2 separate regions of the Danio rerio genome follow, and region 1 is linked to region 2. The links are chromatin contacts, called in public Micro-C maps. All regions are on one chromosome and are shown on one strand. The core of a region is the stretch at or near the end of the contact, and the rest is flanking DNA. Distances in the headings are between cores, read along the strand shown.

Region 1 (5,725 bases), core at 1,401-3,900, 67 kb before region 2:
GGCCTAGCCTATATTTTACAATTAGGCAAGGAAAAAGTATGACGGATTGCCACAAACCTAATGGCAAGATACAAAATATAGCCTATTGAAGTGAACAAAAATAGTCTGTTTTATAGCTAGTTGGATCTTCACTGATATTAGCATTACCACACGACCAATATTTCTTTTGCCTCCTAATAATGCACTGCAAGTACGGCTCATTAAAAACAACCGCTGTGATATTTTATCATACGCCAACAAATAGGCTTCTCTTTAACTTTTCCAATGCTGATTATTTTACTTTATTCAGTCTATATTACAATTTTTTTTTATTGCCTACATTTCGGTAAAATATAGAGCTTGCTCGACGATGACGTTTTATTAACCTACTGTAATTTTGTTTTAGGGCAGAAATGTACTGCTTTATCTGTATTCACAGATATAGCCTTAAGTCCAGCACATAAAGAAAATCATGTAATGGAGGCTGATTAAAAACGTTTCTTGTAGCCTATACAGGCCTAGTTTTGTTTCCTTGCGTTCAAAAAAGGCAAAAACCCTCATTCTTCACAACGACTCGAGGTTTCGATATGTGGCAGATTTAAGGGCAGAGTATAACAATAATAATAAAAGCAAAGTCTCGCGCTGGCACCAGGCAGCGAGCTGGGCTTCGAGGGAGAAATGGGATCTTGGGGGAAACTAATGATGAAGAAAGATCTCCTCAATCCAAGCTCCTTAATTAAATGCACGGAAAGAAGGAGAGAGGCTCTGCACATCTGGATTCAATCTGCGCCCCTTTGATGGCATCAAGTGTTCTTTTCCCAGACCTCGGAGGCTGACAGAGGCACACAGGCAGCCTGGAGCCTGAACTCATGTCATTGCGACACATGCGGAGCTCGATCCCCTCCTGTCGTGAGGCTCTTTAAAAGCGCACGCACGCAATGCTCTGTAAACCCACTGAAAAAGAACAACATTTTAGTGTCACATCACGAGCTGACACCAGTGCTGAACGCACGATACTCATGAGAGCTACGCCAGCGTTTATGACTTTGATCATTTTAAGGGTTCGTGTTACTTAGGATCACTTGAGCTTAACAAGGCCGTTATTTCTTGATTCAAACTTTTCTCCACCACACCATGATTTAGTGAAGTTGAAGAATGCTGCTTGGAAACACAAAATGCATGTTCAGTTAAACCCACCCAGCAAACAATTTTGTGTTTAATAGATGTCTAATGGACATCTAAACGTACACAGCCTGGCTAAAACAAGGCTAAACTTGTGTCAGTGAAAACCTAATTGGAATAGCCGAAATAGTGGTCAATTAGACGGATTAAACAGACTTTTTATGTGTAGTCATTCATTTCTGTTATAGTCTTTTGGTCTATTATTACGTTTAGATAGATTTTCACTGACAACCCAAATTTAGTCTTGTTTTAGCCAAGACGACTTTGTTTAGACATCTATTAGACATCTTTTTAAAACAAAAAATGCTTGGCCAACTGTTGAACGTAACTAGATTTACTGACAAATAATGTTCCAGATATACTGCTAGACTAAAATGAGTCAAAATAATAATAATAATAATAATAATAGCATGAATGAATTCAAGAATTCCGATTAAGCCATTTAAGTATGTACTAGCAATTAAATTGAGAAATAAATAAAATAAGCTTATATTGCAAAGGAAATCAGTTAGCCTACTTAAAATGATCCAATGTTTATCACGTTCAAAATGGATTACGTCATTCACCCATTTAATACTTGGTAGGCCTACTGGTTTTATTCTCATGTTACAACAAAACACAGCGTGAGTATAGTGGAAGAATTTTGAATGTTAATTTGACCTCTAAAACTGATTATATTCAAAGAAACAACAACAAAATTAGGCCTACATATAATAAAAAATGTTCTATATTTTTAAAATTCATTTTTAAACAAGAAAACAGCTGTGAAAAAATTATAGTAAAATTCTCAAATATTTTATGATCATTTTCCGAAAATTGCCTTCTTAAAATGTTTATTTCACTTGTTGGGTGAAAGATGACAACAATAATGCCTATAAAACAATAATTCTACACAGGATATAGCCTGCTAAACAAATTCTAAAATACGTTAATCATATTTGCAGTTGTATTTAAGACAGTTTATGCATGAAACGCATTTTCAATGCATTTCTAAAATTCTGTAATTATTTATATCACGTCATTATTAGACTCCGTATTTCAGTGGAGGTGGAAAAAATAGACGTTAAACGTTTAAACACAGACAAAAACATCGCCACGTAATTAGGACTTCTTGTATGTGTATCATCCTTCCCCAGGGCTTTAAATTTTCGTGTATTTGGCTCTCAGGCTCCCCCCTCAGCGCCAGTGTGCGCCGTTTGAAGTACCGGAGAAAGAAGCTGAGAGAAGCTCGTCCGGCCTCCTACCATTGGGCGTAAATCCTTCATCTGTGCCATCAAACCTTCCTCGCCAGTTTACTCATTCCCTCACTCTGGGAATGAGAGGGGAAAGTCTCTGCTGCAGAGTTAAGAGTGGAGTCATCGGCAAAACTTTGGAAACTTTGGAGCTCTTGAACTGGAGATGTTTGTTCTGTGATGCAGTTTCCCATGAAGACGCGCGATTGTCAAATAAAAGAGAGCTAGCAAATACGCCTTTTTTGGATTCACAAGACGCCGATCTACGGATGTAAAAACAGAAATCGATAAATTTGTCGAGTATAGAGTGGTTGTTTATGGTCGAAACGTAACCCATGTTGGTTGTAGGTAGAGGATATCTTGGGTTTCGTCAATTTGCGTCATGACTTCCAGCTATGCTCATGTAATGGACAGACAAGCCACACTACCAAACCGACTGGAGACTGCGATCACCGCGAATCAGGATCATTTACAGGCTAAAAAGAACTTCTCCGTGAGCCACCTGTTGGATCTGGAGGAGGCGCGGGAGATGGTGGGAGCTCAAGCGGAGGAAAGCGCAGGGGAGGCGGGCAGGAGTATGCTGGAGTCTCCGGGACTCACCAGCGGGAGCGACACTACACAGCAGGAGAGTAAGTGCTGGAGAACAAAATACGAGCCTTAAAAAAAAAAAAGGAGAATCTGGATTATAGTCAATGGGCTTTCCAAATTATATATTTTTTCATAGCAAAGGAAGATTTAAACTTCAAAAGTCACACAGGGGAAAAATGGAAAAGTGTAGCCACTTCTTAAATTACGCAGGCAATTTAGGATCTCCTAAAAAAGGAAATATATTTACAAATAATTTGTACATGCTAATATACATTGATTGTTATCTATTGTTGATAGCACATGCAGTAATAGATGTGATTATCACATTAGCAAATGCATGACAATGACATGCACCAATATGAGGGTCATTTTTTTGACATGCACTATTCTGTAGGGACACAGTGAGAATGAAAACACATTCTTCTTCGTTTACCCTATATGCGTTTGTTTACCAATTTACTTTAATTAATGGAAGTGTTTCAAAATGTTATAGACTATTCCAACGGTATACACGTTTAAAAATAGGCCGTTTAAAAATAAGCCAACGTAAAATGTAGCAAATATATTCTTCGATATCCAAGCTTGTTAAAATAAAATATCTTTATCTATTAAATAAAATTAAAAGTATATTACTTTTGCAGACTTCTAGTAGGCCTACTAGTCTAATGCATGTACGGAAGTCGAGAGAGTCTGTTAAATTTCAGTAGGCCAATTTCTATTTATTTAATATTTACTTCTCAGTATAGAAAACAATAAAACATCTGCAAAATGCATAATAGTAAAAACATTTGAATGCTCAAAAATGCAATGGATGCATCAGCTATCTTTCTGAATGTGATTCGAAAAAATAGTTCAACTACGTTTTAAAAGATATATTACTTAAAAAACTATAATTTACTATCGTACTAAAGTTACTATCGTATTACTCTATTTAAAACTTTATGGAAATTGCTGTAAACAAGTGATCATGCAACCATGAATCAAACCAAATAGTCTTGTTTATTTGACTAAAACTATGTTGATTTGAATTTTTAAAAAGCTCACTTTTAAGGTATTTTTTCGTCAACCGAAATACTAATTAAAACGAAATTAATTTTAAGGGGCCTAGCCTAAATAATAACAGCGTGTTTTCCGTCGGACTAAATAGTACAACTAGGCCTTCAGCAACACGATTTTAAGCATCGTGCGAATGCATTTAGGCCTCTGTGTTTCATTAATATGTTTATTCATGTTGCCTAGTTATTTTGTTAAATAATTTAGCCAACATTTTAGACAGGACTGCTGAAGTGTTGCATTCAAAATATGAATGAGAGAAACCATATAGCCGAACTGAAGATCACCTTATAGACCTATAAGCGCATAGGCTATCAGTTGGCAAAAGACGATAAAGTTTAAATGTTTTTTGCTGTCAAATGTAGACCTGTTCAAGCTCTAGGCCTGCAGTACTGATAACCTCTGCTTTCAACTTCTCGACTTTACGGCCTTGGAGAAATTGGGGCGAATCAATTCGTCACTGTGGTGTTTTCTCTCTACTTCTCTCCGGGAGGTTTTATGGGGCGATTTAAGAACTGATTGATGCATCCAGAAAGTAGCAAGTCTACAACGATTTGCATTTTTCCTACACCAAAAAAAAAAAGGCCTAGATATTATAATTAGCATTTACCTCTAAATCAGCCACAAACTATAGAAAGAAAAAGTAGGATAAAGAAGCAAAAGTACAGAAGACAATTTATATAAGAGACTGTTAAACTTTTTTTCAGGCAATTTAACAAAATCTGTATATTAAAAATAACTGTATAATTTCGTCCTTTTATGTTCCATTTCTTTTGGTGCAATTTAATTTATGCAAGAGAAAAATAAGACTGGAGAACCTAAAATATTTACACATTAATAATTTATTGTTCTGTAGTCTACATGTAAAAAAATCTTTAAAATTAAATCTGTTTTGCAGACCAAAGCAGCAAACATCATAAACACGAAGTTAAAATCTCTCTAAAATTCTGTATAAAAATCATGAAACATCATGACAGAACATAGATAATTACTTATAATTATAATTGTGTTGATATGCTTATAAATGATTATGGCCTGACCATAACTAGATTAGAAAATGATAGTATGCATAATTAGCTAAGCTGTTTTGTGTGTTGTTTAATTTTTCCTTCTTTAGTATTTTTATGTATCATTTATTTTAAAGAAGGATAAATGTAGTGTGTGTAAATGTTTAACCCAGTGGTATGGGTTTGTTCATAATTTACCCAAATTCTGGTTGAAACCCAGCATATACATGTATATACACATTTAAATTGCCTTAATCAAATTCTGATCGCCTATTAAACAATTATTAAACACTCCCAGAGACATTTTAAGAAATGTCTGTTTCTTTTGGTTGAATTTCCTACACAAACACTGTCTCACTAGGATTTACTGAATTGTAAAAATAAATACTTATTTAAAATGAGCAGCAAAAAAATTCTTGTTTTTTTTTTTCGGGGCAACTTAATTGTTTTAGGTTCAATCCACTTAAATTTGTAAAAATTAACGAGTTAGCTTAATTCCTTCATGTAGTCTCAACACAAATCCAGGCTGTGTGGAAGCCAGCCTTTTTACAGTGCAAGAATCTGACCCACATTATAATTTGGATATTCACGTCATATTAATATTTGACTATTTGTGCGCCTCCAGACGAGCAGCTCAACGCAGAGGAGAAGAAGAAGCGTAAACAGAGGCGAAACAGAACCACG
Region 2 (5,775 bases), core at 1,239-3,738:
ACTATTCAAAGGAAGAAAAGCATTTTTGCATTGTGATTTTTTTTATTTCTGTACCTGAATACTGTTAGGCTCCCTTAACAAACCAAATTAGTCAAATATCAAATAGTGCTATTCAAACTATCTTGTGAATCTGTATTCATATCGTAATATTTATTGCAGAAAAATAAAATATCGTAATGTCAAAATTTTCAAGATCGTGCAGCTCTAGTTAAAACTCTAACTTATGATTGTTATACGCCTAAACTCAATTGGTAAATGCATCCCTGAAATCTAATTGGTTGATTGGAATGTTGTTCCAGGAGATGTTGATCCAACATGTTCCACTTGGTTAAATCATGTTAACTGTGTAGATCTATGAAATTTGATGTGACTTAGACATCACTGTATGAAGCAGTCTAGGGCTATTTTTGGCCAATGGCACAGAGTGCTAAAAAAATTTATGACGAAATATAAAAAAAACTTGCATTTCTGTCTGATAAAACAGACTTATAGAGAGGATTTGTTATGCGAAGACTTCAAAAACTTCTTTAGATATTAAATGTCTGTCTACTTCCTGGGTCTAAAACTATTCAGAGGTAAATATAACTTCAACAGTTTTATCTCTCGTCTCTTTTAAAAGGTAAAACAATTTTGTTTGTAAACTTGGCTCTTCAAAGAAATTAAATCAGAGCATGATGGCAAAAATTAGTAAAGAATTTTTGAAATTATTTGTGTCGTGAATGAAAGTGAAAATTAGGGGGCCCCTAATAGTAACTCTGGGGGTCAGCCCAAATTGACCACACAACACCAATTTGTGTGCAGCGCCACCAACTGGTTAAAAGTGATTGGCCATTTCAAAGAATTCCTAGTGATAGTATTTATGGTTTTAAACATTCATTCATTTTCTTTTCAGCTTAGTCCCTTTATTAATCTGGGGTCGACACAGCTGAATGAACCACCAACTTTTCCAGCACATGTACTGTATTACACAGCGAGTGCCCTTCCAGCTGCAACCTATCACATCTGACACATACACACTCATTCACACACATACATACAGAGAATTTAGCTTACCCAATTCACCTATACCATGTGTTTTTGACTTGTGGGGGAAACCGGAGCACCCGGAGGAAACCCATGCGAACACATGGAGAACATGCAAACTCTACACAGAAACCCCAACTGACCCAGCCGAGGCTCGAACCAGCGACCTTCTTTCTGTGAGGTGAACGTGCTACCCACTGAGCCACTTTGTTGCCCCCGTATCAAAATATTACATCATGTAATGAATTAATTAATTTATTTTCCTTAGTCCCTTTATTCAGGGGTCACCACAGCAGAATGAACAGCCAACTTATCCAGAATATGTTTTACACAGCGGATGCCCCTACATCAGGGGTGTCCAAACTCAGTCCTGGAGGGCTGGTGTCTTGCTGAGTTTAGCTCCAACTAGCTTCAACACACCTACCAGGACGTTTCAATATATATTGTGTAAGAGCTTGATTAGCTGGTTCAGATGTGTTTGGTTAGGGTTGGAGTTAAACTCTCCAGGACACCGACCCTCTAGGACTGAGTTTGGGCATCCCTGCCTTACATCATAAAATCATATATACTATTTAATTTCAAATAAGTCGATTTCCACTTCAATTTACTTCAAATCTACTTTATATTCATATATCATCTCTCAAAATCCACCACATAGTTAAACTGTCTAACAAGCTTCAAAAAGATGAAAAGACTTTGAACTTCCAAAGAGCCTTTTGAAAACGAACACTGAAAGTGTTCTTCGTGAAACTAGTACTTCAGCCACACTGATTGTCTTTGGATGTAAAAACAAACATTTATAGCCTTGGAAAAAGCAGTTTGATGGATAATAAACAGACATATTTCCAGATGATGTAAGATGTTGAAAAATGAATATAGCCATTTTTAAAAAATAGTAATAAAGCACAGAGTAAACTTGTCAATGCACAGGGGACCTATAAAAGAAATTATATTTATTGCTGATGATGTTTTATCGCTCGGCTCACCGCTCTTTCAACTTATTAAACTAACGACTAAACTTGAAGTCAGAGTTGAAACTATGAAACATTCCAATTATTTAAACTTTGAAACATTCTGTTTATTTAAACGTCAAACTATGAAACATTCTATTTATATAATGACGAGTGCATGATGTTTCTAAAGAGCCAAACAAGTAATAAAGCAGAGGTTTTATGCACCAAATGCATGATCAGAAGAAACGGCGACATTTGAAAAGCGAACAAAACAAGAAACCGCTTCCATCTGTTTAAGCTTATTGTTGTAGGCCTCTTGTTCACTTCAGGTCTACTTTATTCACTTCAGTTTTATTCTTGCTGATCATGTTTTGTTCTTTAATGATTCATTCCCCCACCCCCACACCAACAGTTTCTATTTCCTGTTGTTGTTTTCAATTAGGCTGGGAAGTCTTTAAATGTCCCTCAGCGTTTAAACCTGTCTGATCCGCTCTCCGTCATGTTTTTAATCATCTTTAATGAGTGTGCACAGTAAATGTTTAGGACCTGCTAGATGTTTGATTGCTGCCAATATGGATGTGATTGGTAATTGTGGCCTCTGGGATTCCCCCAAATAAAAACCACACCAGAGTTATTATCTCTCTGAGGGCTTCACCTCCTGGATTTTACCCTTTTCTTAACTAACATTGCTTGCCATCTGACTAAAAGGCTTGAAAAAGTGTTGGGTTTTAACAGGGGATGGAAAAAAACAGGCTCTTTCTTGTCAGCTGTGATCATGTATGATCCAGAAAATTCACAATGAACTATTACACTCACCGGCCACTTTATTAGATGTACCTTACTAGTACCGAGTTTGACCCCCGTTTGCCTTAATCCTTCGTAGCGTAGATTTAACAAAAGGAACTGAAAATATTCCTCAGAGATTTTACTCCACATTGACATCACAGCATCACACAGTTGCTGCAGATTTGTCAGCTGCACATGCATTACGTGAACCTCCTGTTCCACCACATCCCAAGGGTGCTTTATTGGATTGAGATTTGGTGACTGTGGAGGCCATTTGAGTACAGTGAACTCTTTGTCATGTTCAAGAAACCAGTCTGAGATGATTCATGCTTTATGACATGGTACGTTATACTGCTTGAAGTAGCTATCAGAAGATGGGTACACTGTGGGCATAAAGGGAAGGGTAGGCCGTGTTGTTGACACGATGCTCAATCGGTACTAATGGGCCCAAAATGTGCCAAGAAAATATCTCCCACATTATTACACCATCACCCTGAACCATTGATACAAGGCAGTATTAATCCATGTTTTCATGTTGTTGACACCAAATTCTAACCCCACCATCCGAATGTCACAGCAGAAATCAAGACTCATCTGACCAGGTAACGTTTTTCCAATCTTCTATTGTCCAATTTTGGTGAGCCTGTGCAAATTGCAGCCTTAATTTTCTGTTCTTTGCTGACAGTAGCACCCAGTGTGGCATTTGTGCCCACAGAACTGCTGTTCACTGGATGTTTTCTCTTTTTCTGACCATTCTCTGTAAACTCTAGAGATGGCTGTGCATGAAAATACTCAGACCAGGCCATCTGGCACCAACATGCAACATTGAACATGCCACGTTCAAAGTCACTTAAATCACCTGTTGCTTGGTTTGAACTGCAGCAGATCGTCTTGACCATGTCTACATGACTAAATGCATTGAGTTGCTGCCATGTGATTGGTTGATTAGAAATTTGCGTTAACAAGCAATTGGACAGCTGTACCCAATAAATTATTATTACCAATTTCTGTTATGTAAAAACCTGTAATTTCTACACATGTTAAAGCTGTTCCATGTTTAAGTCAGGAAATTCCAGCATTCCTAAAAGATAGCTCGCCCAAAACTGAAATTTCTTTCATCTTTTACTCACCCTTTTCTCATCACAAACCTGTTTGGAGTTTTATTTTTTTTTTTTTCATCTTAAGTTTTTTGTAGTTTCATCTCTACAAAAGAAAATCCTTTGAAAAGTGCTGAAAACCAGTAAACAATGACTTCCTATTTGATTTTCCTACTATGGGTGTGAGTGGTTACTGTATTCAAACATTCTTCAAAATATCTTCTTTTGTGCTCAACAGAAAAAAAGCCATAAAGGTTTCAAGTGAGTATATTTAGATTTTTGGCTGAACTATCCCTTTACACAGGCAGTTCTGGCACCTCCATCTGGCCACTTTAAGTTTCATGGGCATTACAGTTTCTCAAAATGTACTCATTGGCCACTTTATTAGGTACATCAATTAAATTGCCTTATTCATTCATTCATTTTCTTTTCAGCTTTGTCCCTCTATTAATCTGGGGTCACCACAGCCGAACGAACTTATCCAGCATGTTTTATCCAGCAGCGATGCCCTTCCAGCCGCAACCCATCACTGGGAAACATACATGCACACTCATTTACACACACACACTCATACACTAAGGACAATTTTAGCATGCCCAATTCACCTATACCACATGTCATGGTGGAAACCTGAGCACCTGGAGAAAACCCATGCAAGCACGGGGGAAACATGCTAACTTCATACAGAAATGCCAACTGACCCAGCCGAGGCTCGAACCAGTGCGCTTTTTGCTGTGAAGCGAACGTGGTAACCACTGTGCCACCACATCGCCCAGTTATGTTGCTTTTTAAAGCAAATATCTAATCAACCAATGACATGGCAGCATTTAAGCATGATGTAGTCATGGTGATCTGCTGAAGCATCAAAATGAAAAAGAAATGTGACTGAAGAGACACAGGGTGCTTCTCAATTATTATTCTTGCATTCTCGTTCCCTTTATATTATTTTAAACTACAGTTCACGCCATTAACAAAAAATTAACTAAGACTTTTACCTCAATAAACTACTAATTAGATGCGTATTAATAGTTATTAAGTTAGAAGTTGGGTTTAGGTATTGGATAGGATTAGGGATGTAAACAAGATCATACTTTATAAGTGCTAATAAACAGTTAATATCTTAATAATAGACAAGTAATAAGCCAGTAGAAAATACTCTAAATTATTACTTTAACTAAAGTGTAACCGATATTATAATTTCAATTTCAAAGGAGGAAACAGGCAGATCACAATACAGGCACATGCACAGACACCAGTTTCCTTTTTATGGAAAAGCAAAGAGATTCATTTTATTTAAATAATTATTAGTAATGTACCTTTAACAGACTACATTAAACTTCAAGCGTTTTCAAGCATTTCCAGAACCCATGAGAATCGGTGGACTGTGTCATAATAAAAGCTCTGCTGCTTTTGTGCCATGTCGCGCTCGTCTCTAATCAGCAAAGGGATACATGCACAGCAAGGGTTTCTCAGACACTGACAATTTTAGGTTTGTGGTGATTTTAAATTTATAAGACCCCTTTTACAGCATCGATGTTGTAATGCATGTAAAACATTTTAGTTGTTCAGGCATAAAATGAGATAAGAAAAGTCATAAGAAGCAGCAGGCGAGCTCTGAAAGTCCATTGAAAATACTAGGGTAAAATAAATTTCCACATTTTAAAGACATGGAGCAGAACAATAGAATTTCATGCAGTTTGATCCGAGACCATTTTATATTTTATATCAATCAAGCAGTGAAGATCACTGATTTTTAAAGAAATCAGATCTGAAATGTGGCTATTTTGTAATGTAATTTGCATGACAGTTCACCAGGACTGATTGAGCTGGCTTACTGAAAAAAAAAATCTGTAAAAACAAATCTGCATATTTCCTATTGCTTTAACACTCCAGTTTTACTTTGACAACTTTTTATT

The links. A called contact is a pair of places that touch in the nucleus more often than the background predicts.
Region 1: a Micro-C map of caudal fin shows a contact between it and region 2, with 4 times the contacts expected there. The contact joins the promoter of prrx1a here to the enhancer-like site in region 2. A contact is called at or near these places in 3 of 18 Hi-C or Micro-C datasets (caudal fin, embryo and fibroblasts) and 1 of 4 datasets of contacts at active chromatin or transcription factors (caudal fin).

What each region holds. Positions count from the first base shown.
Region 1 is chr2:26,498,890-26,504,614 of GRCz12tu, reverse strand. prrx1a (paired related homeobox 1a) reads left to right here and starts at 2,650. Exons shown (of 4, transcript NM_214734.1): 1 at 2,650-3,022; 2 at 5,667-5,725. The coding sequence starts at 2,776. All of the region lies in intron 4 of LOC103910044 (a long non-coding RNA gene), which reads right to left.
Region 2 is chr2:26,432,049-26,437,823 of GRCz12tu, reverse strand. No RefSeq gene overlaps it. Among named protein-coding and RNA genes, the nearest start is that of mfsd12a, 24 kb to the right of the region's middle. Within about 2 kb of position 2,488, at least 2 of the 62 cell types and tissues checked have an H3K27ac peak or open chromatin away from gene starts, as enhancers often do. A contact at or near this core is called in caudal fin, where this site is marked.